Regions from separate parts of the Capsicum annuum genome. Here region 1 is linked to region 2. A link is a contact called in public Hi-C data. All regions are on one chromosome and are shown on one strand. Each heading gives the region's core, a stretch centred on a gene start, on an enhancer-like site or on the middle of the called end of the contact. The rest is flanking DNA. Distances are from core to core; before and after follow the strand shown.

Region 1 (2,700 bases), core at 193-2,692, 130 kb after region 2:
ATTGATTTATCATGTTATGAAAGATCAAAATTAAATTTTAAAATAGCTAATTGTATTGAATTAATTTAGCATAGTAATGATGTAACATTAACCTACTTGCTGCTATTGTTGTTGTTTTTTTTTAAGGAAAAATTACATCATGTCACAATTTATTTTATCATAATTACTTAAAATCCAACCTTTTTGAATAATTATATAAATTCTTAATTTTATTTAAAAGTTTGGATATATCATTGAAGTATGTGATGTATTCGTGTATAGTTAGGTGATGTATTTATGTGGAATATAATGTATTTGTGTAAAATTGAGAGATGTATTTGAAAGAATATGATATATCTGTATAAAATTAAGAGATTTATTTGAAAGAATTATGTACTCGTATGAATTATTCAGAGGTTTTTAGTAATTTTGCAAAAAAGAAAGAAGATATGATGTAATTCAGCTATATACCTCGGCTTGTAGACTTGTAGGGGTGTGCAAAAACCGAATCAACCGATAAATTGAATCGATAAAAATTGTTATTGGGTTATTGGGTTGACAATTTTTTTATTGATCTTATAAAAAAAATTATTGGATTAATGGATCGATTTTAGCTTATTGGGTTATCGGTTAACTGATAACTCAATAAGGATATACTAAATTATTGTTTTACCCCAATTTATGTTATATATATATATATATATATATATATATAAATAACTATACTACTTATATATATATTGTGTAGGAGTTTGGCGACAACTAAGATTCTATTTTTTTATGTTAGTTGTTACTATTTTTATTTTATGAGTATTTTTTTATTGGTTAAATTGAAAATCGAACCATTAAGGACAAAAAATCGATAAAAAATATCTTATTTGTTGATTATTGATTTTGCATATTCAAAAATGAAAAACTGATAAATCGAACCAATAACGTATAAAATCAAATCGAACCGACCGATGCACACTTAGACTAGTACAAAGCACCTTGGTAGACTTAGCACGAAGGTCCAGCAGGAAAGAGCCCAATAGAACTTAGGAGCTGCCCTCTTAAATGGGCCTATGCAAGTTTATTTGGGCTTAGTGGCCAGTATGAGGGATGCATAGAGGCCCATTAGGATAAGATTGTAAGATGGTACACCTAGTTAAGTAGTTATTCATCTTGGTCGAACAAAAAAGTTACGCATCCAATACAATAGGAAAAAATATGTGCAATTGAAAACATCAACTGATAATTATCTAAAATAGCTAATATTTAAAATAATTATGATTTACAGCTAACATTTAGATTAAATAGTATATTTCGACTTTTGGGATTCATATATGTTTGAGGACGAACTTTGAGGCTCAAATACAAATCTCTCTAAAGACTTGTATTTGTATACAAAATAAATTTCAAGCCCATATGTAATCTCTAAAGTGAATTTGTATGTATATATACAATTTCTAATTTGATCTAACAAGGTAACAATTTTATATGAGACATTTATTTTTGATAAGATAATCAATTAATATGGGGTTAAAAGAGAGTATTACAAAGTGATTACTTTTCATTTATAGTACTAAACTAATTGAAATTGTGGCTTAATTTTGATTGGACACTAATTTTTGTTACTCCTGGCTACTCCATCTAAAAAGCTAAGGGAGGGGGGAGTAGTAGGCCATATATGGTGCGTGTTGTTTTGTGTTGACAGGGATAGGAATAGCTTAGTGAAGAAGAGTGAGGAAGAATGGCTTCTTCATCATTTGCACCTACTCTATGTTTCTCCCTCTCATCTGAATTCCTTCAATCACAAAAACCCAATTCCCTTTCATGGTCTTCTTCTTTACCCCAACTCAATATTTCTTCGTCTTCTTCTTCAACACCCTTCCCTTCAAATCTCTCTCTCCACCAGGTATCTTCTTTCTGTCTTTCTTCATCTATTTCTACTATTTTATTTATTTTCTGAGGGTATTTTTTGCCCTGTAATTTCTGGTTTATTCTGTCACTTTCTTGCTCTAATTAGAATCAGTCTGCATTTTTTTTTAATATAAAGAGTGAATGGGCAAACAAATTTTTGAACAAAGTTGGAATATTAGTGATGGTAGATAGTAACTAAGTCGAACAAAATGTGAAGGAGGGCACAATAGTTTGATTATTTCGTTGTGTTTCTGCTTAACTGTAACTATATGTTTCCACCTTATCTGATTGCTCCTCCCCAATCCCTCTTTTATTTTTGGTCTTTTGTGTTGCTGAGGAAGAGGTAAGGTCTGCGTACACACTATCGAGACACCACTTGTGTGATTACGCTGGGTATGTTGTTGTCGTTGTGTTGCTACGGAGTAGGGATACAATCGCAATGATATCAGTTAATTCAAGGAGATTTTTTTTTTTAAGTCTTTTCTTCTGATTGATGTGGAAAACATAGGAGCTGGACAGAAGAGAACCATCCAATTTCTAAAATTCAGCTGAAATGACAATGTTCCTTTTTAAAGATTGGATTTTTATGGAATTTAGACGTTTGAGAAATTCGGAAGCAAAAGCCCATATGACACAAGTGTTCATTCTCAGGCAATACAGAGATTTCTTTTTTTTTTTTGGATCAGGTAAATAGATTCATTAATCACAAGGCCAGAATCGACCGTATGCCAAAAAGTAAAGAACCTACAATTACGAGACACCCAATCCTCTACACAAACCGGCACTACATATAGGTGCACCAAAAATAAATAAGGGGCC
Region 2 (2,700 bases), core at 160-2,659:
TTTTGTGTAGTTGATTAACAAAAGGAGTAGTTTATACTTCTTTTTGAATATTTTTACATGTGTAACGTGTATTTACGATACAAATGAGATGTGCTTTTGAAAGTCTAAGTAATTACACTCTATTATATGAGGATATATTGTCGAAGTTGAACAAACTATAACTATCGATTACCATATCGCAAAATACTGAAATCAAAAATCAAAATATCGAACCTTATCAAATTAATATGAATAATTTATCTCTTTTGCCTATTTTACCCATGCTATATTATTCATCTCTCAATAGATTTATCAATGCATTGATTTTTATTATCTTCTAAGAATGATATAGTAAAATATCTAATAAATAAGTATTGTTGAACGAAGGGATTACATATCACATATTGTATGGTAAATGAATATATCTAGTAAAGGGCACTTCTCAATTCTGATGTCATCAACAACATTATAGGAAATATATCTCGTAAATAAAAGTAGTTATTTCTTTCATTTTGTATGAGGCCCTATTTAAACCATCGGTTCTCATATCATTGGAGTTCTATTTCGATGTAGGATGATAATTTGTTTTCTGATAGTATAATTTTAGATAATATTTATTTTATGAGTGAACTAGAAATGTAAGATTCATTTTTGTCACCTAGTACGTGTGAGGAATCATTATACGAAGGATGAAATACGTATTCCACACATAAAATATTGGATGCATTGGATATGTATAGAAGATATATTTTTAGAAGAAAAAATCCATCATGAAACTTTTTCTTCGTGTATGAGGTTTTTATTTGAGAGAAAAAAGAAGACTATGCTTTCGCCATATGAATACTAAGTAATAATAGCATGGCACTTCAAATTCGATATGAGAAATTTTTGTATTGTATTTTTTTTCAAAATATTAGATTCTGTATCGAGAGAGTAGTATGAGATAAGGGGTATTTTCGATTTTCTCTTATCTATCGGGAATTCGGTTCAGCGTCACAAACAGTTTTGTTTTCATACCGTAGAGTTCTTAACAATTTTACATATATACCGACATATTAACCATTAATTACTAAAAATCCCAACTTCTTTCAAAATCTCCTAAAATTCCAACATTTGACCTCTGATGATACAAGTTAATTACATTAGATACATACATTAGATACATGTAGGGTTAACTTGTATCTCAAAAATAATAAGAAGTATGAAATGTTGGGATTTAAGTATTTTTAAGAAGTGGACGAATTTTTAAAAGCTTAGATAGTTATGTTGTGGTTTTAGGTAATTTTTCCCATTTTAATTGTGGGCTAACCAACATTTATTGAACAAATCTAAGCCAACCTAAAATGTGGTAACCAACAATTATAGCGAAGAAAATATCTCGAATCGTGTCCCGACACCTCTTCAATCACAATAGGCATTTTTATGGTCAGTAATTAATCTGCTTCCTTTTAACGCTCTGACGTCTCGTGCAAGTGTTCATATTTTCTACCCATCATGTGGTCCATGGTTGCTTTTGATTGGGATATTTGATCCTGAGAATGTATTATTATTTTAAAAAATTATTTTATTTTAGTAAAAGTTATAGTGTTTGATTATAAAAATTTGAAATATATCTGAGAAATGTACTTAAAAAAATGAAAATAAGTTAATCTTATTTTCACTATTATTTCTCAAACAACACTTAAAAACAATTCCATTTCATTTTTATAGTCAAACACCACTCCAAACTTCAATTTAAATTTTAACTTTAAAAAATTTTAGATTTCATGAACAAACATCTACGAGATGTCTTAAAAATAGTTATATGTGGCTCCATGCCAAATATACCTAAACTTTGATCCAAAAAAAAGGGAAATAGTTCGAAATATATCTAAACTTTGACGAAATTTATTATAACCTGCCTCAACTTTGTGGGGGTCTTATGACCTCTCTCGACTATTTATTGTTGTATTTCTGTAGTATATATTTATCTGGTTGGATCACTGCATGAATACACGCACAACGCGTAAGGATTTGAAGTACTCCAACTGGATAAATATATGTCACAAAAATACAATAACAAATAGTCAAGAAGGGTCATAAGACCTCCACAAAATTAAGACGTGTTATAATAAATTTCACAAAAATTTAGATATATGTTTAACTCTTTTTCCAAAAAAGAATATGCCATTGAAGCAATGGTCAGATGGTATATATGTGAAGTTTTATTTTGAATATGACATCTTATTTTTAATATGTGGCATATTTTTTCCACAGGACCACATCAGGCGATCAACTACACATATTTTATTTATATAATGAATTTTCATCTTGTTGTATTTAATAGGAATAAAATTATACTTATTATTGTGTTTAATTGAAATAAAGCTAATTTTAAAATTCCAAACAAAATTTTTAGATAAATTTAAGGGTTGTACAATGTGGTCTCTTTATAACGTCATCTTGCTATAACAATATTTCATTGTAGCGATCTGATTTTCCTTAAACCGATTTTTCATATTATATTTTACTTCACTATAATGATATTCTATCTAAAACAGCAATGACGTTTATTACAGTGGTACACTCTTTGTAAAATTACCTCTTTATAACATCATAGTTAAATATTATGTAAAAAATATATTATGTATAAAAAAAAATTAAAATTTTTATGGTAATCATCATAAATGTCATGTATGCAGACATTGAATTTTAAGTATAAGTATCTAATTTTAAGGAAAA

The links. Hi-C and Micro-C count contacts between places; a contact is called where the count stands out from the background.
Region 1: a Hi-C map of leaf shows a contact between it and region 2, with 1.9 times the contacts expected there. The contact joins the promoter of LOC107844240 here to the enhancer-like site in region 2. A contact is called at or near these places in 3 of 5 Hi-C or Micro-C datasets (bud, leaf and placenta).

Annotation. Positions count from the first base shown.
Region 1 is chr1:201,251,923-201,254,622 of UCD10Xv1.1, forward strand. LOC107844240 (50S ribosomal protein L18) reads left to right here and starts at 1,443. Exons shown (of 2, transcript XM_016688703.2): 1 at 1,443-1,876. The coding sequence starts at 1,712.
Region 2 is chr1:201,119,627-201,122,326 of UCD10Xv1.1, forward strand. No RefSeq gene overlaps it. Among protein-coding and RNA genes, the nearest start is that of LOC107844196, 25 kb to the left of the region's middle. Within about 2 kb of position 1,410, at least 3 of the 5 cell types and tissues checked have an H3K27ac peak or open chromatin away from gene starts, as enhancers often do. A contact at or near this core is called in leaf, where this site is marked.